Regions from separate parts of the Sus scrofa genome. Here regions 2, 3, 4 and 5 are each linked to region 1. The links are chromatin contacts, called in public HiChIP or PLAC-seq maps. All regions are on one chromosome and are shown on one strand. The core of a region is the stretch at or near the end of the contact, and the rest is flanking DNA. Distances in the headings are between cores, read along the strand shown.

Region 1 (5,031 bases), core at 803-3,302:
ATGCTTAAACCGTAAGAGGTTATATATTGTGTATATACCTTAATATAAAACATTTTTCATATATTTTCCAAGATATGCCTCCAGGGTTATATTTACCTTATATTAAAGCCATTTTGAGGTCTTCCACATTATGCAGGGCCCTTACACTGAATTTAATTTGAACAGGAAAGTTCCATTTAGACACAATGCTAACTTGAATCCTGAGCCTGATTGGATTAAATGTTAATTTTGCAGTTACAGAGTTCATCACAAATCCTGTGGGTTTTTTAATCTTTTAGGAAAAAAAAAAAAAAAAGGTGTGGAAGGATTTTAACAAAGATTGAATAATTATTCCTGAAGGATGACCTCACAATTAAGTGTTCAATGTTGCTGTAAGCTAGACTCTTAAAGATCATTTTCAAAATCAACACAAGACATACTTTACATATGGAGAGTGTAGGCAATGTAGCTATAGGCCCAGCTGACGTTTCACTTACATGCACCACTAAAGTTGAAGCAGTAGGCAAAATATGGAAATAATTCTGTGGCTCATAAATATCTATTGCTGACTTCCAGTCCTTCCCTAGCTCGTCCCCTAGGACCCTCTGAACCACCATATGACCCAGAAACAAAGGAGAGCATAGTACTTGGCTCAGAGAGGCCTTTGGAATTCTGTTTCAGCACTGTGGTCATTTATGTCCTTAGGGAGCATGAAATAACACTTGACAAATATTTTTATTACAACCTTTAGCTATAGAAAGATGAAACAAAGATGATGATGATGGTGGTGGTGGTATAGTTAGGTACTTGGAATATAAAACGTCCAGTGAGTGCATCAAGCATGAACTTGAAAGCTTCTGAATTTCACATAACTTAGAATGAGCATAATAGCCTCTTTAGAAAGGTGTTAGATGAATTCAGAAATGGCCTCACTGATTATTCATATTCCAAAGTTGAACCTGAATAAGAAAGCTTGAAATAAACTTGATTTATAAATGTAAAGAGTAGACAATTAATAGTTTAATTAAAATTAATGTTTCTAATCACTTATCCCAAATTTCTGAGATGAGTGATATTTTAGAATTCACACTTTATAAAGTACATATACTTTATATTATGTATCACTTGTAGCAGGGTCTGCAGAAAAACTCTGTATTCCAACAATCAACGTTTATGGAAATAAACTTATGAATTATAAAATCTTAGTTCCCATATCTTTATAGAATTTGGATAGTAATAAGGAATTGTAGAGTCATGTTTCATTTTATATAATGTGATTTAAAATATGTATATGTAAGTATATGAACTAATTAAATGTTACAAATAAACATTTGAGTATTTCATTTGAATTTCTAATGATTTTTATATCTATATAGGCCAGTATTTTTTTGGAAGGATTTTTTTTTCATTAGTAAACTAGAATGGTTGCTTTACATTTTTGTACATGTTTCTTACACATATCATTGAATCAACTTTTATCTTTGTACCTTCTATGTGCAAACAGTATTTGCACATAGAAACTGGGAAAATATACATGAATAAGGAATGATGATGTGTTTTAAGCTCCTGAGGTATACAGCCAGTATAATACCATGTGATAAGACTTTAAGAACAGATTCCCTGTACACTTGTACATATAATTTCATTCATATAGCATGAAAATAAAAGTTTAATGATTTCATTTAAATACAAAAACTATGAGCAGAGTCCTAGAAGGACTCCAGAAATAGTAATTACTCATTCTTCTTAAGAGAAGGTAATACTTGAAACATATCTTTAAGAATTGCATGAGAGCCCTCTTAAAAAATAAAAAATAAATAATAGCATTCTAGGAAGGGGAACAGCATGTGCAAAGGCAGGATATTCATAATCAGCTGTACTTCACTGAGACAAAATGAAATAAATAAGCAGACTGCCAGTTACTTCCACAGGAGGTTAAAAAGAAGGTTTATTTGCAATCATTAAAGAATTGCAGTCTGGAACCTGCAACCATAGGGGATCATGTGCAAGTCCTCACAGCCACAGCTGAGGGAAGATGTCTTTTACAGAGGAGGGGGGAGGGGAAGTAAACAGAGTCCTTGGCTTTTCATTGGCTGAGTTGGTGCCAGAAACTTAGTCTTTCTTCTTCCTGTTGGACTCTAACATTGCAGAGCGTGAGAGCTCCCCCTTCTGGTCTCCCAATTCTGTTTAATTAAGGTTTCTGTTTATTAGTTTTTTATCTGTGCTTGGAATAGCTGGGAAATCAGGGCCAGATACATATGAGTATGAGTACTTGGGAGCACAAAAAACTTTTTTCTAGATCCTCAGACCTTATTCATCTTATAGCTGAAAATATGTGTACTTTTACCAATCTCTTACTATTTCTCCTACCCTCCAGCCCCTGGCAACTACTTTTCTCCTCTATTTCTATGAGTTTGACTGTTTTTGTTCTTGTATTTTTTTAGATTTCACATATCAGTGACACTATGCATTTGTCTTTCTCTGTCTGGTTTATGTCACTTAGCATAATGCCCTAAATTTCATCTAGTTTTTCACAAATGCAGGATTATCTTCTTTCTCATGACTAAATAATATTCCATTGTATATGTACCCCAGATCTTCTTTATCCTGTTGGTAGACACTTACATTGTTGCCATTTCTTGGCTATTGTGAATAATGCTGCAATGCACATGGGAGTCCGGATATCTCTTCCAAATCCTATTTTCATTTCTTTGGCTATAAATGCCAAATGGGATTCCTGGGCTGCATAGTAGTTCTGTTTGTAATTTTTTGAGTAATGTCCACAATGTCTTCCATGGTGGCTGTATCAATTTACATTCCTACTGTCAGTGCACAAAGGTTCTCTTTTTTCCACATTTTTGCCAACATTTGTTATCTCATCTTTTTGATGACCGCCATTCTAACAAGTGTGAGTGGTATCTCATTGTGGATTGGATTTCCATTTCTCTGATGACTAAACACCTTTTCATGTACCTGTCAATTATTTTTCTTCTTTGGGAAAATGCTTATTCAGCTCCTCTTTCCATTATTTAATTAGATTGTCTGGTTTTGTTTTTTGCTATTAAGTTGTATGAGTTCTTTATATGTTTTATATATTAACCCCTTCTCAGATACATAATTTGAACATATCTTCTCCCATTCAATTTGTTGCCTTTTCTTTTTGTTGATGGATCTTTTTCTGCACTGAAGCTTTTAGTTTGATTTGTCCTACTTGTTTATTTTTGCTTTTGTTGCCTTTGTTTTTGGTGTCAGATCCAACAAAAGTCATTGCCAAGACTAGTTGTCAAGAAGCTTTTTCTCTATGTTTGCTTCTAGGAATTTTAAAGTTTCAGGCCTTACATTCAAGTCTTTAATCCACTTTGAATTAACTTTTGTGTGTAGTAAAATGTAGAGGTCTAGTTTCCTTCTTTGCATGTGGCTGTCCAGTTTCCCCAGCACTGTTTCTTGTCCTTTCCTCATTATATATACTTGGGTCCTTTGTCACAAATTCATTGGTTTTTGTCTCCTGGTTTTGAACTTTGTCCTTTAGGATCTCCACAAACCTATGTTGAGAGAGTAATGAGCTAAATTTCAACACATGCTTTTGCCATATTTCAAAGAACAAATTAATATTATAGCAAATAAATCCAGTACAGTCTTATTTTTATTGATTGAAATCTTTCTGGGATATATAGGAATGATTTCTCCATGTAACTCTCCAAGTGATTTTACATCCTATTTTAGTCTCTGTCATATATATATATATATGTATATATATATATATATACATATATATATATATGTATTTTTCAGGTTTGGCAAGCAGTCCCTAATTGCTTTTGCCACATATGTTAACTCAATTCCTAATTGCCTAAAAGGTTTCAGTTATGTAAAAACACATTTTAAAGGCAAAACATTATGGATAGGCAGACTGTTTATAGTCCTAGTTTATGCTTGGCAAAAACAAAAAGAAAAATCCCACACACTCTCAACCCAAACAATTTTGGCAGTGCATTTAAATACTGAAACTGTTCCACAAGCTAAAATAACAAAATTACAATTTGGCTTACTTCTAGAAATTTAACTATATTGTTATTTACATGCATGTACTACATAAATTCCCCCCCCCAAATAATTTAGAATTATCTTCATAGATTTTTTATGGGTTCTATATAATGTGAACTTGAAACAAGAGGTTATTACTAGCAAGCCACATGAACATGAAGCACCACATATGAGCATTGTCAATAGCAGTCACAGCTGTCATTGTGTTCTCTGTAGTGCCAACCTGTTACTGGCATTAATTTCATTGTGGGTTTTGAAACCAAAATAATTACTGAGGCTAAATTTTAGGAAATCAGAACAACAAAAATCTAGAAAAATGATCAATGCATGAGCAAAAAGGATACATATATCCTGATGTTCTTCGTGTACCTCAATGGAGAAGCGAATGTGTTACAGGGCCTGATAACTAAAAACTCATTTATATATATTTTTTAAATATGCTTTCATGGTGTATATTTTTTCTCCAATTCAAAGATAACAGAAAAGAAACATGATATTAATTTCTAAATGATTATAAGTCACAAAAGAGTAGTCCTTTACTTTTTTCTTTTAAAAATATAATTAAAGACAGCTTATGAGCAATCAGTGGACATATTTATAACAATAAAGAGAAAAAGAGAATGAGGAGGTTATTCAAGATTTTTACATGGCAGAAAGAGAAAGCACAAGTAGTTATCATATCTAGTCTTCTTAAAAATGAGCCAGCCTCAGTATAGAAATTCTAAGGGAGAATATTATGGGCAGTCTAGTATAAAATTATAAATAATTATATTAACTAGATCTTTAAAGAAGATGATCAGAAAGCTCTGACTAAGAAATTGGTATCTAAGATCATGTATATTCACAGAACATATTTTTAGAGTACACTGACCATGAAAAATCTGTTCTTGTTACTAATATAGACCATTCAGTAAAATAGCTATTGGCCAGGAACCAGAAAATTGCTCTAGGCTGCTAGTCTCCAAAATTATATCTACAAAATATGTGTGTCTAAGAAAAACCTTTTGC
Region 2 (5,483 bases), core at 1,605-4,104, 280 kb before region 1:
AGAAAGCAATTGAGTTTAACATTTTTAATTAGGATATTTGGCCTCAAAACACATATTTCTGAGATCTCCTGAAATATGCCATGCGGCATAACATCCTGGAGTTGTGCAACTGCTGCCTGTCCCCTTTTAGGCACGAGTATCTCTAGTCTGTTATACTCTTACACTCTTTTCCCCCCTTTATGTCATCTCCTTGTCCCTCTTGGCATTGATTTCTCCATATTTGGACTCGAATATTCCTGTTGGTATAAACAATAACTTTTTCAACCAATCAAGTGGGTCCAAATGAAATCTATTTTCAAGATTAATAGTTATTGAGTCTTTAATCTTTTTTAAGTGCTGAGGAGAATTTTTTTTTTAAATAGGATAAAATCACAAGGGGAATAAGTGAACTTTTGTCCACTATTATTTCATTCCTTACGAATTTATTGAACATCTATGTAGTCCTGAAGATACAGCTATCTTATTTTAAGGAACTTATAGACCTTCTCTGCCGGTATCTGTCAAATCTCAACAAACTAGTAATAGGAATATGAATTTGGGGTAAGATACACTGCAACCTGTTAAATAAAACAATTGGAAGAATTCAACTTTTTAAAAGCTATTTATTTATTTATTTATTTATTTATTTATTTTTGTCTTTTTAGGGCCGCACCTGCAGCACATGGAGGTTCCCAGGCTAGGCGTCCAGTCAGAGCTGCAGCTGCTGGCCTACACAACAGCCACAGCTACACAGGAGCCAAGCTGCAACCTATACTGCAGCTCATAGCAACACTGGATCCTTAACCCACTGAGCAAGGCCAGGGATCAAACCTGTGTCCTCATGGATGCTAGTTAGATTCGTTTCCATTGAGCCATAACGGGAACACCTAAAGCTATATATTTAGGAATGTGTTAGTTCATAGATAAAGATCATAGACGTTTCATCAAAATTAAAGCAAATATAAATCCTTAAGTTCTATCCTTCATTAAAAAAAAACTTAAGTGTTTTATGAGTAAGCATTTTTCTTCTTGGAAGAAAGAGTCTTTGAAAAGTAAGTTTCACTTGTTCTCCCATTGAGCATAGTTATAGAAAATAGGTCATTGCCTTCCTCACCAAATTAACTAAATATGTTAACCCTTGAAGTTTACAAAACATTTTTTTAATTGTTAATGCTAGAAGGGCCATAGTATTCTTCATCTTTTTTCACAGTTGGAAGAGAGCCTTTTTATATGTTTTTGTCCTGCTTCATTGCCTTCAGAATGCTTTAATGTTTCTTCTACCTTCAAGACAAAGGAATACAGAGATTTGCCAATTCCTGGCACCAGGTCTCTTGGTTATGGTAATTACGTGGCATTTTGAATTTGGAATATCTCATTAGTTTGATCTAATTTTTTATGGCAACATAACTAAATAAATCCAGAATGAATAGATAAAGTTATAAATCACTTGTCAAACTTGAAGTCTGTTAATCTATTTATTTTTCCTCCAAAACTGCTTCTTAATCTGCTTTAAATATCATATAGTCCTTACAACCAATACCTCTACCCTATAAGATGGTACTGGTCTCATTAGTAAATAGAAATTCTGTATTTACTGGTATTTCCCTACAGCCATGTTGACTTTCTTGATGCCTCTAACAACCTCAGCACATACAAATCAATACTAGGATATGGAACCCCAGTACTTTCTTTCTATTCAGTGAATTCCTAACTTTCTTAACTATAGCACTATTTCTGCTTTCACTATACCACCAATGGATCTGCTTTACAGAAGTCTCTAAGGAGATGTACATTGACAAATTCAGTACATTCTCCTCAATCCTTTTCTTATGTGATCTTGGTCTTACTGACTGTCTCCTTGCAACTTCTGTTATCTCATGTGACACTACAGTGTCCTAGTTTCTCCTTCCTTTCTTAGTTTGTCTCACAGATTTTTATTCTTCTACCTATCCATTAAATAAAATAAAGCACATTTTATTTTTGGACTTTTCATATATTCACTTCTTTCTGGAGTGATCTACTACATACTTATCTAAAAGCACATTGCTGTGTCGTTAGTTCTCAAAGCTGTATCTTCAGTCTCAATTTTGTTATCTTGCTCCATACTTTTATGCCCAACTCTTGAATATACATACTCATTTATATAGACTACAATAGTTCAAAGTTAACTCATATTTTTGCACCCAAGCCTAGTCATCCTCTTTTACTCCTTATCCTGGTGACAAACAACTTTATATATGCGAAAACTCAAGGTAAACCCTGGGACTAATTCTAATCTGCTTCTTCTTAATCCTGAGTTCAATCATTTACTCCAGAGAGATGAAAAAATAGTTGTAGAGATCACCAACTTTCTGTTCCAGTGGTCTTCTTTCCATCCCACCTGCTGCCATCTTGGAATAGGCTTCCTAGATCTTTCATTTGGGCAATCTAATTATTCTTAGGATCTGACCTCAGGATCCTTTCACCTATACTGAAGATCCGGTCATTGACTTCTTAAGATGTGACTCTGACCTCATTATTCACAAAAACAAAAACAAAAATATCTTTCCCAGCCTCTTTGTCTATGCAGAGATTTTGAAACTATTTTTCATAAAGGAAGTTTTAAGTGGAGGACTAAACAGATGTGAGCAAGGAAGCTATTTTTCCTAGTAGGCTCTAAGGAAATTCTATAATTTGAAATCCACTGGCTTGCAGTATAAAATCTAAATTCTCCCATATGGCAAACAAAGCCCTTTTATTTTAGTTTCCCCCACCCTCCCATCCCTTTCAACCTGCTTTTCACCACACTGATATCACTGCCTTTCCCTCAACTGGCCACTTTTGGTTTTGGCCTCTCTGCTATTCCACATCATCCACTTGTAGCCTAAACATTCTTGCTCATGTCTGACTCAAAACATCCGACTCATCTTTGAGACTGAATCAAACTATCCCCAGAGGCATACTTCAGTGCTCCCTTTTCCTGCTTATACTCTATCCCACAACAGCATTGATTATTCCTGCTTCTGAGCAGGACAATATTTTTATATGCATATATTTATGTATATGCATATATTTGTATTATAAATGCACCTCTATTTTATACATATATTTATTTTAATTTGCTTATGAGTTAATTTCTCCTATTACATTGTGAATTTCTTGAAAACAAGTACTGTATTCATCTTTGTATTCCTTGTCTCTAGGAGAATGCTTTGATCATTTTCAACATTTGGTACCTTTTATAATGCTTTTAGGTAATATTCTTTTTTCTGAATATATTGCTTACAAAAATCTAATCCTCTCCTTCAAAAGCACAAATGCACTTACCTACTTTTGCACAGTTTTGCAGTATTGTACCATAGTTCTTTAGTTATGATATCAATAAATACGGATCAAATAATTCACTTTCATAGATTCTTATTTAAAATTTTAGAAGTTTTTTTTGAGATCATCCATTTATTTGTTAATTCATCCAACAAGCATTTATTGAGAATCTATAGTGTACTAGGCACAAAGAAGCTGAGACAAGTGAGAAGAGAGAAACAGGGATATTCATTTTACCATGTAAAGTCTTGCTGTCCATGATTATAGCTTTCAAACTTAACGTATTATTGGTCCTTTAGAGAGAAACTAAATTTGGTTTAGTATAAACTTAAACTTCTTTATCCATTCATCTGTTGATAGGTCCTTAGTTTACTTCTATATCACTCGGCTATTGTAATAATGCTGCTATGAACATTTGAGGTGCATACATTCTTTCGAATTAGCATATTCATTTTTTCTGGATATACACCCAGGAGTAAAATCACTAGATCATATGACTGTTCTTTTTTTAGTTGAGGAACTTCCATAATGTTTTCCATAGTGGCTGTACCAACTTCATCATCAGTGTACGAAGGTTGCCTTTAATCCACATCCTGTCCAAAATTAGTTATTTGTAGACTTTTTTTTTTTAATCTCTTTAGGGCCACACCCACGGCATAGGAAGTTTCCAGGCTAGTGATCAAATCAGAGCTATAGCTGCCAGCCTACACCACAGCAACAGCAACGTGGGACCCAAGCCATGTCTGCCACCCTACACCACAGCTCTCAGCAAAGCCAGATCCTTAACCCACTGAGCAAGGCCAGGAACCTGAATCATCATGGATGCTAGTTGGGTTTGTTTCCACTAAGCCAAATGGGAACCCCTATTTTTAGACTTTTTAATGATAGCCATTCTGACAGCTGTGAGGTGATATTGAAGTTTTGATTTGAATTTCTCTAATAATTACCAATGTGGAGCATCCTTTCATGTTCCTGTTAGCCATTTATATGTCTTCTTTGGAAAAAATATTATTTAGGGCCTCTGCTCATTTTATATTTTTTTTGTTGGGGGGGAGGTGGCACACCCACAGCATGTGGAAGCTCCCAGGTCAGGGATTGAACCTGTACCACAGCACCATCCTGAGCCATTTTAGTGACAATGCTGTGTCCTTAACCAACTGTGCCACAAGGAAACTCCTGGTTTTTTTTTATATATAGAGTTATATAAGCTGTTCATATATTTTTGATAATAACTCTTGTTGGTCATATCATTTGCAAATATTTTCTTTCAAGCTATAGGTTGTCTTTCTGTTTTGCAGATGGTTTCTTTTGCTGTGCAAGAGCTTTTAAGTTTAATTAGCTCTCACTTACTTGTTTTTCCTTTTGTTTATTTTGCCTTTGGTGACAGATTACAAAAATTATTGCTGTGGTTTATGTCAAAGAAAGTTCTGCCTATGTTCTCTTCTAGGAGTTTTATGGTTTCTGGCCTTACATTTAGGACTGTAATTCACTTTTGAGTTTATTTTCATATATGGTATGAAGAAATGTTCTAATCTCACTGTTTTATCTTTTTTTTTGTTTGACTTTTTAGGGCCAAACCCATGGCATATAGGAAGCTCCCAGGCTAGGGGTTGAATCAAAGCTATAGCCTTTGGCTTATACCACAGCCACAGCAACACCAGATCCAATCCTGTCGGTGACCTATACCACAGCACACAGCAATGCCAGATCCTTGACCCACTTAGTGAGGCCAGGGATCGAACCTGCATCCTCATGGATGCTAGTCAGTTTTGTTCCCACTGGGCCAAGATGGGAACTCTGCTGTTTTACCTTTAATTGTCCAGTTTTCCTAGCACCATTTTGAAGAGACTATCTTTTGTTCATTGTATATTCTTGCCTCTTTGTTGTATATTTATTGATCATAGATGAAGGTGTTTATTTCTTGGCTCTCTAGTTTTTCCATTCAGTTAGGTGTTTGTTTTTGTGCTAGTGCCATGCTGTTTTTATTACTGTAGCTTTGTAGTATAATCTTAAGCCAGGGAGAATGATATCTCCAGCTTTGTTCTCTTTTCTCAAAACAGCTTGGACAATTCAAGGTCATTTTTTGCTTTATATGAATTTTAGGATTATTGATTCTAGCTCTTTGAAAAATGCCATGGGTATTTTGATGGGGATTACATTAAATCTGTAGATTGCTTAGGGTGGTATGGCCATTTAACAGA
Region 3 (5,260 bases), core at 1,036-3,535, 320 kb before region 1:
CTATAGGATAGTAACCTCATTGTCTGTCATTCTTATATTCTCCTTTTATATGTTAATATAAACCTGTTATTTAAAATCTTTCTGAAAAACTTAAGTGACTTATAGTCAAAGTAAAAAAAGAACCAGGGCAGAAAATAGCCAAGAAGTCATGATTATAGAATAAAAGAAACAATGAAGTAATAAAATATAGGAATGGGTGTATGTTTAAATGACGTTATGGATGAAGTTACAAAATGCTTCTTGGTAGTCAAGGTGAAGACTGAACTATTATGGCTTACACGTAATTCTCATAATTATTAGGATATAAACCAACTAGTTCATAAGGCCATATGATCCACACCCACCTCCTGTTGGAAGCTCTCAAAAAACTGTTAAGAAGACCTATATTTAGAGAACATGATTGAGTATGTTTTGAGTTTTGTTTTTACAATTTTAGCAATTTAATAATCTGGACTTTGATTAAAAAAAAACTTAGGACTTAAAGTCACATCTTCATCCTATAAAGAAAATTATACAGGACACTTGCTTATTATAATTTATAAATATTTAAACTTTAAGAAACAATATAAATTTAAAATAAGTTCAGTGGAAAAGTATTATATTTTTGTAGGCGATAGTTCTCACCATGGCCCTGATGTCCCATGTGCTCTTTTGCAATGTGACTGCCCTTTGTCTGTCAAGAGATGACATCTGCTTCCCCTTTCTTGAATTTGGCCTCTGGACTTATTTTGACCAATAGAATGCAACTTCCAAGGCTAGTACTTATGGGGCCTTGCAGATTCTGTTCACTCCTTTGGAAGCCAAGTGCCATGTAAAGAAGTTGAAGATATTCTGTCAGAAAGGAATGTGGATAGAGAGCCTTGAGGATAAAAGGCCAAATAGAAGAGAAAAAGAAGGATCTCAGCTGACAGCCAGCACCAATACTGAAAATGTAAATGAAGACATCTTGGATGTTCTAACCCTAGCTGAATTATCAGCTGAAAGTAGCCACATGAATGATACCATTCAAAACTAAGTGGAGCACAGACAATCAACCCACAAAGTTGAAAGAAATAAAAGATCACTTGTTTAACTAACTTTTGGGGTGGTTTATTTTATGCAGCAGAAAATAACATGAGTTTTTTGCAAACATTTTATTCTAGTCTGTGCCTTGTCTTTTTATTCTCTTGCCAGTGTCTTTTGCAGAGCAGAAATTTTATTATTTAATAAAGTCCTGCTTATCTGTTCTTTCTTTCATGTATCATGTCTTCAGTTTTGTATCTAAAATATTATCATTAAACACAAGGTCATCTAAATTTTCTGTTATGTTACCTCCAAGAAGTTTTATAGTTTTGTGTTTTACATCCAGGTCCATAATTCACTTTGAGTTAATTTTTGTGAAGGATGTAAGGTCTGTGTCCATATTCTTTTTATTTATTTTTGCATATGAATGTGTACTTAGTTCAGTTAGTTGTCCTAATATCAGCTGTTGAAAAGACTACCTTTTCTCCATCGAATCCCAAAAGAGGCTGTTTTTGCATTAAAAATACAGAATAACAAAACGATTAAATTTTGTACGGTGATGTTATGTATATATGTATATAATATATATAAAGTATATAATATAAAATATATATTTATCATACTGTCACCATAAAATTTACCTGTTTATATATATTCTAGCTTGTTACTATGTAAATGCTTCCCTATAAATGTGTGCAAGCAATGAAGTACCAATTTGTGCAGATATATCTACAGAACAATTGACATTCATGGATAACCATCTTACTTTACTTATAGGGTATCCAGTGGAAAGCTCATGGTGATATTTTTTCAGTCTCTTCAGTAGAACATAGATTAAATCTCATCATTATTATGAGTTGAGTTAGAAGCCATAAAGGAACTGTCCTAGAGATTTCTCAATTTTTAATTTATCCCATGTCTTATTTAACAATGAAGAGCTTGCTAGATTTCCCCAGTTTGGCAAGGTTCTCAATTCTGTTCCCAACCCTGAAGAAAGCAACTAAGAAACCCTTGGGGCTCCCCGTCAGGGAATGTGAGCTGAGATCCCCAACAGAAATGGGGACATCCAGTGGGAATTCACCCACTTCCAAGGGAGTGTCCCTTCCCACCTGGGGAATGCCTGGGTTGTTACTCTCCTAATTCTGAACCATTGGGGTATATGTGGATATACATACATTTGCTTGAATTTGTGATGGTGACTAAATGCTCCATGTTGCCAAGGTCTGCTTATGACTTCAGATGACAAAGTTCCTGATTGTAGAGTATACTGTATTTATTCTCTGCTTCCACCATGTGGTTGTGAGACATCAAGTGCCCAGCTCTGGTCTACATCCTAATTTCTACTTCTTCCAAGACTGAAGAAAGAAATAAAGGAAAAGAGAAAGAAGGAATGAAGGGAGGAAGAAAGGAAGGAAGAAAGTTAAGACATCTGTGAGTAGAGAAATGATGAACAATCTGAGTTTAGGTTTAGATTTTATCTGCTAGGCCACTTCTGGTATGTCAAATTATGATTTCTTTGCCAAATCCCCTAAATATGAATTCAAAACGGCATGCTTCTTTAATATGTATTATTGCTGAGTTGTTTTGTGGCTTCATCATGAACGTCTGGTTTCAAAAATGATATGAAAGCAAGGGTTCTCAGCAGGATTGTGAGGTTTCATTTAAAAACCAGAAATGGAAATAAAGATGAATAACACACCACAGAAGAAAAATGAAACTACCATATATATTACAACCTGGCCAAAAAAAAAAAAAAAAAAGTGGAAATGCATTTTATAATTTGATAGAGGCTTAAGAGACATACAGCAGGTGTATTTTTGACTCCCCAAATTAATCAAATTTCTTCTTGTTTCAGGTTTCGAAATGAAATAATTTCTCATAGTTCTGGTTAGAGTCCTTGAAACTGATAATTACTGTGTGTTTTGTATTCATTTGGCAGATAAATAGACACTTTCCTGAGTATTCATATAAACTTCTAACTAAAAATTCCCTGTGCCTAACTAGAGTACTGTTTCTTTAGATGTTTTTCTCTTTTAAATGAAATGTTGAGAAGAAAATGCTATTGATGTAACTATCACTATAAATAACTCGTTGCATATTTGTGAGGTTAAAGTTCCTAGCATTATGACTTCACGTTTTATGCACATCCATTTAAGTACCAAATAATGAATAAAAGCCTTGGAATAACAAAACTTCATTTTTGAGGGTAGGCAGTTTTGGATTTGCCCATATGATTTTTTTATGTAAACTTTTAATTTAGATATTGTTTCAAGGTTAACAATATTTTGCAACAATAGCACAAGATTTACAAGTTTTTGTTTATATTTTCCCTATTATTCTCTTCTCTTTCTCTCTCCATGTATGTGTGTGTGTGTGTGTATATATATATATGGATACATATATTCTTTATATATGTATACACATATACACGTATATATGAGGGTGTAAGAGTTGATGTCAAGTGTGTATAGAATTGCTATATGGAAAAATTCTAAACTTTTTTTTCTGTTGCTTGCAGTGATCAGATGATTAATATAGTGTGTATAAATTTGAGCCAGACTTCGGTTTAATATAGGGAAAAATTTTCCAGCATCTCATCTGCCAGTAGATTTAATAGTTTTACTTTGTTGGCAAATAAGTACCTCCTTTTCCAGATACTGAGGCAGAATTAATTTTTATTAGGGATGCGGTAGAGAATAATTATATATTTCTAAGTTACCATAGTGATAGGAACGAAAACTATTTAAATTTACAAAAGAGCTTCTTAGTATTTGACATAAGAGTTTAATTTGTGGATAAGTAAGTACACTAGAGATCTCATATGACACTGTATTTTAAATTTATATGAGAAAGGAGCAAATACAGTGGAAATAAGTGATTGTTAGCAATATCAATACTCTCTAAACACTTTGAGATGATATATGGAGTTAATATAAACTCAAATCTTTTACAACCTTGAAGAGAAAAAATATTTAAAATTATTATCTTGAAGAACTGCACATTCCTAAAATTTCATCAAAAAATAAATCAGTGCTTAGCAGAGAGCTAAGAAAGAATAAGTTATTTATAAAAATTGCTGACATAAAAATGAATTAATCATGTTGGTTTTAGTGTTAAATGCATTTTATTGTGTTTTAAATGTTTTGAAATGGGTAATCCATGTTTGGTTTTATGTGCTAACACTCTATTAATTATAACTTTGATTACCTTATTCTTCAAACATGCCAGATTAAGCTTACTTAACTCCTCTTTTTTTAATCTGCTAAAAAAATTAACTAGCAAACTAACATCTGTTTTGCATTATGGTATAGTTCACTCTTTCTGGGCCCCTTCTCCCAGTATACCCAGAGTAAAGAACTCACATTCATATATGCCAATTTATATATACACGTATAAACATGTATGTATGCAAATGCTTGTATAATATGTATGTGTATCTATATGTAATGCAGAGAGAGAGACAGAGACGCAGAGAGAGAGACAGAGACACAGAGACAAAGAGACGATTGCATTAGCTGGATCTCCTATGATAATAAGTCTTGATAGTTGCGGAGTATTTACTCAAGTAGTGCTGAGCAATATGCTGAGTGCTTTAAATGCATTTTGTTGCTAAATGTGAATAACTCTTTAAAATCCTACTTCACCCTTATTTTGAAGATTTAACAGCTAATATGTGATAGAAATTTCTCTGTGTGATTTTGGCTGTTCTTAACCACTGAATCACATGACCTACACAAACACTATCTTCTCTCTTTCCATATTTAGACACACAAATTCATGTTTCCATATCATAGCATGCCCCTATGTCTATCAACAACAGTGGTTGTCAACTGGGGGCAAATTTGACCCTGTGGCATATTTGGCAACATATGAAGGCACTTTTAGTTATTATAACTGAAAAGCTATGACTGCGAGAGGCTAAGAATACATGCAAACATCCTAAAATGTACAGGGTATCTCCTCAACAACAAAGAATTGTCTGGCCCAGTGTGTTAATAGTGACAATGTTGGGAAACCCTGTACTGGAAAGATATATATTTGAAGGGAAATGTACATAATTATATGTGTATTGTTACATAATTATTTTTCTTTAAGGGCTTCTTCTAAGTTTTTAGCAGACCATGGCCCTTAGAAAGTTTCAGAATTCTGGAGTTCCCGTCATGGCACAGTGGGTAAGTAATCTGACTAGGAACCAGCGTTGCTGTGGCTCTGGCGTAGGCTGGCAGCTACAGCTCCGATTAGACCCCTAGCCTGGGTA
Region 4 (5,474 bases), core at 564-3,063, 300 kb before region 1:
TGATTTATTTTGTTTCTTCCTTGAAAGTTGAAAATTATCTTGTGTGTCAGGGTAGTTGAGGCCCAAGTTTTCAAAGAGAGATTAGCATCTTTTTATAGACAGCATATCAGCTTATGGGAATCAAAGTGAGAAGATTCTGATGCCAACATTTTAGTATGTGCAAGCACCTTAAGAAATTTTACACTTGTGAAATCTAGAGCTCATCTCTGAACAGTCTTAGAGGGATTTACATATTATTCATGGAGGCCTTTTTGTAATAATCCTTGTGACAGTGATGGACTCTTTTCTAGCCATCCTGCCACAGTCTCCTGAGTGGTTATAGACAAGAAGCCAAGAGTGATTTTAAGCATAATACATGGATGGCCACAGGACTGGATATAACAGGAGGAATCAGGAATGGAGGTCTAGTTAGATGTGGAGGGTCTGGAATAAACAAACTTAAGCAGGCAGGCAAGGTGAAGTCCAGAATCTATTCTGAGACAAGAAGAAGTTGCCAAGAATGAGGGAAACCTATCCTTCAATAGGTCCAGATCTAGGTAGGGGTATGGATAGTGAGAGTTGACTTAATTTTTTTTTTTTTTTTGTCTTTTGTCTTTTTAGGGCTGCACCCACAGCATATGGAGGTTCCCAAACTAGGGGTCTATTCGGAGCTGTAGCTGCCGGCCTACGCCACAGCCACAGCAATGCCAGATCCAAGTTGTGTTTGCGACCCACACCACAGCTCATGGCAATGCCGTATCCTCAACCCACTATATGAGGGCAGGGATCAAACCCGCAACATCATGGTTCCTAGTCAGATTCATTTCCGCTGTGACATGATGGGAACTCCAACTTAATTTAATATCAAGCAAAAAGCTGTGGGAAACAGTGAACCATAATTTTCTTCTTGCTCAGCTATGATGGAATGAGTGTATATGGGTGAGAGGAAAAAATATCAGAAATGAGGCATAAAAATGGAGCAACTTGTGACATGGTGAATGGTTTCTTGTTTTTTCTCACAGTGCTATGTCTGGAGGCATGTCTAGAACCATTGCTGGTAAGATAGACCTCCTTACTGATATTCAGGACCAATATGACCCACTAGCAAGATAAATCTGTATAATTCTTACCCTTACATACCCAGAATATTGACCAATTCACGTGCTGCATCCATTCCCAGTACTGGTTAATAAATAGACTTCTGCTTATTTGCTGTGCCTGAAGCTCTTTACTGATAACTGCCATCTTCTAGTGCCAGGATTCTATTTTTTTCTTACTAGAACTCTCCCCAGTAACTTCAGCCTGGCCCTCAAAGTGATTTGATCTTTGTATTGATAGTGACAGTGTTGGCATGCCCTCTTACCTAATGCTCCCAAACTCATAGGGATTATGGCATTCACATGAGATTTTATTTGGGAGGACTGGAAAGCAAATTCATTGTATAAACTTGTTAATTGCATATCTGATGTTAACAGACAACAATAATAACCTTAAAAAAATTCTGTAACAGCTCATAAAAAACTGAGTATTCAAGAGGTAAACATATTAAGGTCACCAAGTAAGTCAATGACTGAATAGCAATTAGTTCAAACTCTTAACTTCTCAGAGTTTTAAGGCATCTCTTTGTTTTTTCTCAGAATGACACTTTTCTTAAAAAATAAATGTTTCTTGGCTACTCCTAACCCTCTTTCCTAATTGTGAAAGAAAAGGCAACAGGAAGTCGCAGAGCTAACTACTTCTCTCTGTGCCAACTCTCTCAGACCACACAGAAGCAAAAGCTAGATGAATTGGCTGTGATATCAGACCTGAGGAGAGATTTGGCAATGGGACAAGTGAAAGGGAAGCTGACTGTGGTGTTGCTAGGCCACAAAGGAGTGGTTACAGGCAGTGGTAGTAAACTGCCTACACCCTGGGTGGGAGCAGCTGGGTAGGGAATTTGACCCAGCAAAGGGAGAGAGAACAAGTTGGCATTCATAATAAAATGGAAGTTGGCATTTTAGAGAGATATTGAGACCACAAAGATTGCTTGTGGTTGAGGAGGGTATAGTGCAAGCTGAATGCTTGTGATCTATTGTAGGTTGCTTTAAATACTTGATATTACTACTTTCTAGGACTACAGCCATGTAAAATAATGGTATCAGCATATTTTGTTGGGATCAAGTCCTAACTTAAATACAAAAAAAAAAACCATAAAAAAAAAAAAAAGAACTAGGAGTTCCTGTCATGGCTCAGGGGTTAACGAATCCAACTAGGAACCATGAGATTATGGGCTCGATCCCTGGCCTCGCTCAGTGGGTTAAGGATCCAGCGTTGCCGTGAGCTGTGGTGTAGGTCGCAGACAAGGCTCAGATCTGGCGTTGCTGTGGCCACAGCTCCAATTAGACCCCTGACCTGGGAACCTCCATATGCCACAGGAGCAGCCCTAGAAAAGGCAAAAAGACCAAAAAAAAAAAAAAAAAAAAAAAAAAAAAGAAAAAAAAGAAAAAGAACTAGATGCAAAGATACCTTCCAGAATAATACTTCTTTATATTGTGGCTAACTTTGAAAAAATTAGATTTATTTTAAAAAATTACATTAAAGCACTTTAATATGTTGAGTTAGAATGATTCTATAAAGCCATAGCATTATCGCTATGGCCATTAGAAGTAAACTTAAAATAAGTAAAACAATTTATAACCCTATACATTCTGTGAAATAGGAATAACAATATTAGCTAAATTTTACTGAACACTTACTGTGATCCAGGCACTATGTTTGGTGCTTTACATTTATGTTCTTTTTAAAGTTCAAAACAAATCTGAGCAAGGTACCCTTTTTACTATTACTTAGAGAACAAAATGGAGGCATAAAGAAGCTAAGACAACTTGTTTGTAGTCACGCATATATAGGCACACCTTGTTTTATTGCACTTCACTTTATTGCGCTTCACAGATGCTCCTTACAAGCTGAAGGATTGTAGCAACCCTGTATCAAGCAAGTCTCTGGCATCATTTTTCTGACTGCATGTGCTCATTTCATGCCTCTGTGTCACATTTTAGTAATTCTTCCCATATTTCAAATTTTTTGTTATTTTTATATGTTATGGTGATTTGTGATCAGTGATTTTTAATGTTACTGTTAGAAGAAGATTACAACTTGCTCAGATAGTGGTTAACATTTTTTAGCAATAAAGTATTTTTAATTAAAGTATGTTTTTTATAATAATGCTAATGCACACTCAGTAGAACACAGTATCGTGTAATATAACTTTTATAATTTTTTGGAAAACAGAAAATTTGCACGACCCATTCTATTGAAATATTCACTTTATTGCAGTGGTCTATAACCAAATCGTCACTATCTCCAAGGTTCGCCTATTGTTTGAACCAGGTTTGGAATTCAGATCCATGTGTGACTCTATTGCCAGTCAGTATTTTAAGCTGGGAGTCTCAGTTGCTAATCTAGTCCTCTTCAAAACAAACTGTTTCCTGAATACAAATTAGAATCACAATGGTATATCACTACATACTTGCTGAAATGGCTAAAATTTAAAAAGACCAACATACCAAATGTGACCAAGATATGGTACAATTGAAACTCTCATACACTGATGGTGTACTGTACAAAGGTACAACTTATTTGGAGAACCATTCAACAGTTTCTTATACAATTATGCAATGAAATGAAAATGTACCTGTATACAATGTTAATATCAGCTCTATTTATAATATTCAAAAACTGTAAATAATCTGAATGTTCATTAACTGGTAAATGGTTAAACCATTTGTGGTAGATATATTCAATGGACTATTACTCAGCAATAAAAAGCAATCAACTGCTGATACTTGCAACCACATGAATAAATCTAAAAAGTATTATGATGAGTGAAAGACAAAGAATTTCACATATCATATGATTTCATTTATGTGAAGTTAGAGAATAGATGAAATTAATCCAAAGCGATATAAAGGATTAACTAGTACTGAGAAAGTAGGATTAACTTTATAGGGACACCAGTGAAATTTTGGATGATATAAATGTTCTGTATCTTCGTTGTGATGGTGGTTACAGAAGTTTATGCATTTGTCAAAACTCATTGGACAGGACACTTAAAACAGTTATATTTTATATAAATTATCCCTGAATAAAAGTGATTTAGAAATATACTATTTCCTGTAGTTAAGTACCTACTGCCTAGGAAATTCCTAGCCTTTATTTCTCTGAACTTCCTGGCTGTTCCATCATGTATATGTAAGTATATATGTATGTATAGTAGTATGCATTAATTTATTTAGGAGATTGTATACTGACCTACTTATAGACTAAATCACTTCACAAAATGAATTGTACATATTTTTCCATTTAGTGTGTTCTTATGTTTGTCTCTTTGCTGACTAAATCACAGTTATGATGTTTTTGTTAATCTGATTATGCAAAAATCTATACACCCTGTTATGATTTTAAAAATACAGTGCATAATGCCAAATATTCAGACATAAGTAAAATGGAAGTCTGAGTTAACTAATAGTATTTATTAACTCTCTATTAACTGAAAAAAAAAACTCTTAAATTAGCACCTTACATATATGAAATAATGGAAGCCTTTAACAGTGACCTTGAAATGATAGCACCTAAATTATCATCTAATCACTTCATATAGATTGAATTGCAGTTTTTGCAAATTTTAGTTATATTTAGAAGTCAGCATGCTATTATAGGGAGAATTTAAATGTTGAAACAAGGTGCCTGACTTAAATTTGAATCCCAATTTCACTATTTACCTGCTGGGTGACAATGTGCAACTGCCTAAGCTTTTTGATGATCAATTTACATATCTGAAAAGTAGAACTAGCCCAATTTCACTATTTACCTGCTGGGTGACAATGTGCAACTGCCTAAGCTTTTTGATGATCAATTTACATATCTGAAAAGTAGAACTAATCTCATTGAATTGTGACAAATAGGAAAAGTGCATGGTATATAATGGATGGTAGTATCTTACGATTGCTGTTATTTATTGTATTAAATGTAGTATAGTAAGAAGAATTCTGGTTTAAATTGAATTCCCTATACTTAATTCACTAGCTAGTGCATGAGGCAAGCTTATGGATCTCTTTGATTTTGTATTGACCATTTTGTAAAATGGTTATAATAACAACCACATGGGTAAATTTTGAGGTTTAAATGAGACTTTATAAACTGAAGTATAGAATACATGGTGCAGAGTAGCACCCCATAAGCATTAATTGTTTTGAAATCGAGTTTTTATTGAAACTCACATAAAATGTATAATAACTATTAAATCAATATTAATAATAGTGTCCTATTTGCCAGCTGTACCTAAAGATAGGTGTTGCACAAACTTAAGAAAAAACAAACACTGAGATCATAGACCAGACTTATTTGATTTTATCCAGATCTTTCACATTTTAAATATAAAGCTAAATAAGTGGCCCGATAATGCAGGAGGCATTTTATGACCCTGTACTTCAAATGCTTGTTTGTGTTCTTTGTTA
Region 5 (5,320 bases), core at 2,785-5,284, 410 kb before region 1:
GGAGGGAGTGGGATGGACTGGGAGTTTGGAGTTAGTAGATGCAAACTATTACATTTAGAATAGATAAACAACAAGGTCTTACTCTATCGTACAGAGAACTATATCCAATTTCTTGGGATAGTCCATGATGGAAGGTAATATAAGAAAGGAATGTACATAGATGTATAACTGGGTTGCTTTGCTGTACAGCAGAAATTGGCACAACATAAATCAACTATAATTTTAAAAAATCAAGGAGTTCCTGTTGTGGCACAGTGGTTAACGAATCCGACTAGGAACCATGAGGTTGCGGGTTCGATCCCTGCCCTTGCTCAGTGGGTTAACGATCCGGCATTGCCGTGAGCTGTGGTGTAGGTTGCAGACATGGCTCGGATCCCGCGTTGCTGTGGCTCTGGCGTAGGCTGGGGGCTACAGCTCCGATTCGACCCCTAGCCTGGGAACTTCCATATGCCGTGGGAGTGGCCCAAAGAAATAGCAAAAAAAAGACAAAAAAAAAATCAAAAATCAAAAACAGGCAAAAAAAGTTGTGAATCACTATTTTGTAACCCTGAAACTTATATAATATTGTACATCATCTATACTTCAATAAAAGATAAAATGAAATAAAAATTTCTAAAAAGTCAATTTAGCCAAATATACACACATCAGTCCAATCTATTACAGTCTATTAAAAATACAGTTTGACGTGAATGTAATTGGATTTCTGAAAATCTCTTAGAAAACCTTAATTTTGTTCACATTTTCCAAGTGATCATTGACTGAATATGGATAATTTTGGAATTATTACCCAGAATTAAGTGAGTATAATACATGTGAAACAACTTCGATAACTGTCATGAGGTATGTATAATAAATACCTATCCTTAACAGGAGAGAGTATACAAAAATCAGAAAACTACATACTCATGAAATTTACTTATGTATTCTTTGTTTTAGATGACATGTTTACTAATTTTGTTTTTTAGGGTCGCACCTGCAACATATGGAATTTCCCAGGCTAGGGGTCAAATTAGAAGGCAGCTGCAAGCTGATGCCACAGCCACAGCAATGCCAGATCTGAACCGCCTCCATTACCTACGCCATGGCAACACCACATCCTTTAACCCACTGAGTGAAGCCAGGGATTGAACCTGCATCCTCATGATTACTAATCAGATTCTTAACCTGCTGAACCACAGTGGGTTAAGAACTCCTACTAATGTTATTTTGAGAATGTTTAATCTATATAAGAGAAAGGAGGAAGAAAGTAGACCAGAAAAACATAATCTAAAGACTGCAGAAATTTCAGTGTTTAGCTTGTGAGCTTCCCATAAGTGATGAGATCAAGTGAAAGTTCTAGGAAACATTTCTAATGTTTTTCTGTTCTAAAGTCTACAGTACAAAATTTCAACAAAATTTATAAGATGCCCATAGTTATCTGAAAGAATGAAGAATGAAAACAGAAAGATTATAGTCCTTGATGTTTAGAATTAATCATTCTAGATCGTCCTGTTACTCCTAGACAGAATGATTTGTGAAAAATGCACAAATGCATTTTTATCAGACAATACCCTCTTCCTAATTGCATTTACTATACAAATTAAGTTAAACTTGTACAATTATATAAAAATGCTTCCTTTTGGAGTTCCTTTCATGGCGCAGTGGTTAACGAATCCGACTAGGAACCATGAGGTTGCGGGTTCGGTCCCTGCCCTTGCTCAGTGGGTTAAAGGATCCGGCGTTGCCGTGAGCTGTGGTGTAGGTGGCAGACGCGGCTCCGATCCCACATTGCTGTGGCTCTGGCGTAGGCCAGTAGCTACAGCTCTGATTAGACCCCTAGCCTGGGAACCTCCATGTGCACGGGAGCGGCCCTAGAAAAGGCAAAAAGACAAAAAAAAAAAAAAAAATGCTTCCTTTAAAAGAAAAATAAACACTATTATAATGGATGTGTATTCTACTTTGATAATCATTAAAACAAGGTAAATTGAGGACACGTAGAATAAAGTCTGGAGTATAACCTCAGGACTTCCTTGTTCGAGATGTATGCCATAATCATGTTACATTACAGTACATTACATTACTTAATTATTGAAAGCTCACTTGTACACAGAAATTTTGTTATCATTTGATATAAAAATCAAAACAAAGAAATAGGTTAGTATTTTAATCACTTGCCATTATCTAGCTATTCCAAGTTTTGATTCAGGAACTGTTTCCTAATGGCTGCTAAAACAATATAGGGAAGGAGGGCATGGTTTAGGGCTCTTTAAAAATTGGGCACAAACCAAAGTCCGAGTTAAATTTTAATAGAGATTAAGTAAAGGGACATGGCATAAAAGGAGGAAGCATAAGAAGTTCTTTGGAAAAGATGGATCTGAGTAGGGAAACTTGGAAGAGCTTAGAAATATATTAGAAGGAAGTTAGTGCCTGAGGCCATTATCTCAAAACAGGGAGATCAAGGAAATAATACAACTATTGGTATTTATCTTTTTCTCCTAGTTTTTTCCTTGGAGTTCATATATATAATACGAAACTGAATTCTTCATTTATTAGTGTTCTTCATTTACTTTTTTAATTATACATGAAACACAATTTTACTTTTGAAATAGAAAAAGCATATATAATTAAAATAATTATAATACATCTGTGGCAAAACTTCAACTACTAACATAATTTTATGCAACAAACCCAAATCTCAAGTGCGCTCATACAGAATTAGTTTTAAAAATTAACTTTAAGACTTGTAGTTTGGGGAGTTCCTGTCATGGCTCAGTGGTTAACGAATCTGACTAGGAACCATGAGGTTGCAGGTTCGATCCCTGGCCTTGATCAGTGGGTTAAGGATCCGGCATTGCCATGTGCCATGGTGGAGGCCACAGATGTGGCTCGGATCCCGCATTGCTGTGGCTCTGGTGTAGGCCGGTAGCTACAGCTCTGATTGGACCCCTAGCCTGGGAACCTCCATATGCCGCGAGTGTGGCCCTAGAAAAGACAAAAAAAAAAAAAGACTTGTAGTTTGTTACTAAACTGTAATTCAGAAAATACTACTTTCTAACAGCAGCACTCTGCCTAGATTGGCAAATTCCTCTTTTCTACCTATATCATTCTGCTTAATTTCTTTCAGACTTGTATCAAATAAGCATTCAGCCCACATAAATGAAAATAAGTATCATTATGGGGAAAATCATTTTGTCTAAATAATTTTGCCTCTACTTGCATGTGAAGAAACATATACTTGTATTTATGTTGAGAGAAAAACAGCTTGGCTCTCTTTCTTGTCTCCCCTGTTACTTGTCCCATTGATTAGGTTTGATAGTGTAAAGGTATATTTGGAGGAAAGGCACTGGTGTGATAATACTCAATTCTTATAAAGTGGCTCTGGAAAAGGATGAGAGAATTCTAAGAAAAAATAATTGTCTTAGTTTCCCAGAGGAAGAATCTGATATAGAGACTCTTGGCAGATCATTTGAGAGGAAGTGAGATAAGAATATCAGATAAGGTGCTCAGCAAAGATGTTGATGCAGTTAAGTCTGATATCGGCCAGAACCCACCCAGAAGCTGGAGCAAATTGACACCATGAAGTTGTCACACCTTGAGGGAAGGGCAGTTTGGCTTTTATACCCTCATCCCAGTCAGTTATTGAGCTGCATGCCCTGGAGGGGATAGGGTGGAGGCAGGGTGGGTTAAAGTCTCAGATATCTTTGAGTCCCAGATATCCCTTTGGATGGAAGTCAGTTCTTCTGAGAAGGTGGCATTTATGATTTATTAACAACCAGAATTCAGAGGGCTGGGGATGGTGTGCCAGCCTATAAAAGGATTCTGGATGGGGTGCCAGCAACATCTACTACAGAGTGATAAATAATTGGAGTAGCAGGCAGAGATTGCTATTTGTCTGCCTATTCTTTACTAAGAGCATCCTAGTTTTGTTCAAGATGGCATTGAGGAAAACTGGAACACCACATTTTCCAGCCTTTTTTGTGTAGTCATATGACTAGTTCTGATGACTGCTATGGGGAAGGCAAAAGTTGCTTAATAGGGCTTCTCTCACAATTCCTCAAAAAGGGGGATGACTCAGCTGGAAGGCCCCTTTTTGCCTTATGCTTGTCCTGATTGTCCCTGCCTGGAACATGGATGTGATGTCTTGGAACAGCAGCAGCCATCTTTAGACTAGAGGTAGTCTTTCTCATGGAGGCCAGCAGTAAGGATGACAGAAGGAAAGGGTCCTAGGCTGCTTGTTACTGTGGAGTTGCTGTCCCTTTCTGGGTTGTCTCTCAGAACTGTTTCTGACATTAAGAGGAAAATTCAACCCAATTTTACTTAAGCAATTGTTTTTAAATGCCCTCTTACTGGTAGATGAACAAAGCACCTCAGTTTTTCATCTGAATTTTGAAAGGTATATTAATAAGAGCTAGTAATAGCAGTATTATTTACAGTGGTCAAGATATGGAAGCAACCTAAGTGTCCACTGACAGGTGAATAAGATGATAAAGAAGATGTATGTGTATATATAAATACAAACAATGGAATATTACTCAGATATTAAAAAAGAATGAAATTTTGCCATTTGCAACAACATGGATGGACTTGGAGCGTGTTATGCTAAGTGAAATAAGTTAGAAAAAGACAAATGATACATCACTTACATGTAGAATCTAAAAAATAAAAACAAACTAGTGAATATAACAAAAAAGAAAAGGCTCACAGATATAGAGACCAAACTAGTGGTTACCAATGGAGAGAAGGAAAAGGGAAGGGGCAAAATATTGGTAGGGGATTAAGAGGTATAAAGTATTATGTATAAAAAATAAGCTACAAGGATACATTGTACAACATAGGTAATATAGCCAATATTTTACAATAATAGATGGAATATAACCTTTAAAATTATATCACTCTGATTTACACCAGTAACTTATATTATACATCAAATATATATCATTGAAAAAATTAATGAGAAATATTTGAGCAGGATTAATGTAAATGCTTTTTCAGAAATGTTAAGCATATTACTTTATATAAAATAGACCATGTACCCTAAAGATACTTTTTTCATGTTTTGCTTTTCCTGGGAAAAGTAAGACTACTGGGCTGTCAGTTCCTGGAAGATAGTACTTACATGTATTTTCTTTCTATCCTCAGTGTCTGAGCCTAGCACTTGGTATACAATAAATATATGATGAATAATTGATATTCTAAGTTGACTATAGTTTTTCATTTAATTTCTGAAATCTTTCTGGCTCCTTATTATTTGGATATTTTTTTTCTTTTAATGGCTGCACCTGTAGCATATGTAAGTTCGTGGGCCAGAAATAGAATTAGAGCTGCAGCTAGGGCCTATGCC

Evidence for each region. HiChIP or PLAC-seq counts read pairs in DNA pulled down with a chosen protein or histone mark.
Region 2: a contact with region 1 is called in an H3K27ac HiChIP or PLAC-seq map of alveolar macrophages. The contact joins two enhancer-like sites.
Region 3: a contact with region 1 is called in an H3K27ac HiChIP or PLAC-seq map of alveolar macrophages. The contact joins two enhancer-like sites.
Region 4: an H3K27ac HiChIP or PLAC-seq map of alveolar macrophages shows a contact between it and region 1. The contact joins two enhancer-like sites. A contact is called at or near these places in 2 of 2 datasets of contacts at active chromatin or transcription factors (alveolar macrophages and skeletal muscle).
Region 5: a contact with region 1 is called in an H3K27ac HiChIP or PLAC-seq map of alveolar macrophages. The contact joins two enhancer-like sites. A contact is called at or near these places in 1 of 47 Hi-C or Micro-C datasets (embryonic fibroblasts) and 1 of 2 datasets of contacts at active chromatin or transcription factors (alveolar macrophages).

The regions. Positions count from the first base shown.
Region 1 is chr9:88,957,097-88,962,127 of Sscrofa11.1, reverse strand. The region is part of intron 2 of LOC110255482 (a long non-coding RNA gene); the gene reads left to right. Among named protein-coding and RNA genes, the nearest start is that of TMEM196, 100 kb to the right of the region's middle. Within about 2 kb of position 2,052, at least 2 of the 83 cell types and tissues checked have an H3K27ac peak or open chromatin away from gene starts, as enhancers often do. A contact at or near this core is called in alveolar macrophages, where this site is marked.
Region 2 is chr9:89,242,107-89,247,589 of Sscrofa11.1, reverse strand. The region is part of intron 1 of MACC1 (metastasis-associated in colon cancer protein 1); the gene reads left to right. Among named protein-coding and RNA genes, the nearest start is that of MACC1, 97 kb to the left of the region's middle. Within about 2 kb of position 2,854, at least 1 of the 83 cell types and tissues checked has an H3K27ac peak or open chromatin away from gene starts, as enhancers often do. A contact at or near this core is called in alveolar macrophages, where this site is marked.
Region 3 is chr9:89,278,891-89,284,150 of Sscrofa11.1, reverse strand. The region is part of intron 1 of MACC1 (metastasis-associated in colon cancer protein 1); the gene reads left to right. Among named protein-coding and RNA genes, the nearest start is that of MACC1, 61 kb to the left of the region's middle. Within about 2 kb of position 2,285, at least 2 of the 83 cell types and tissues checked have an H3K27ac peak or open chromatin away from gene starts, as enhancers often do. A contact at or near this core is called in alveolar macrophages, where this site is marked.
Region 4 is chr9:89,258,235-89,263,708 of Sscrofa11.1, reverse strand. All of the region lies in intron 1 of MACC1 (metastasis-associated in colon cancer protein 1), which reads left to right. It also overlaps the pseudogene LOC110255483. Among named protein-coding and RNA genes, the nearest start is that of MACC1, 81 kb to the left of the region's middle. Within about 2 kb of position 1,813, at least 17 of the 83 cell types and tissues checked have an H3K27ac peak or open chromatin away from gene starts, as enhancers often do. A contact at or near this core is called in alveolar macrophages, where this site is marked.
Region 5 is chr9:89,368,870-89,374,189 of Sscrofa11.1, reverse strand. All of the region lies in intron 1 of ITGB8 (integrin subunit beta 8), which reads right to left. Among named protein-coding and RNA genes, the nearest start is that of ITGB8, 29 kb to the right of the region's middle. Within about 2 kb of position 4,034, at least 8 of the 83 cell types and tissues checked have an H3K27ac peak or open chromatin away from gene starts, as enhancers often do. A contact at or near this core is called in alveolar macrophages, where this site is marked.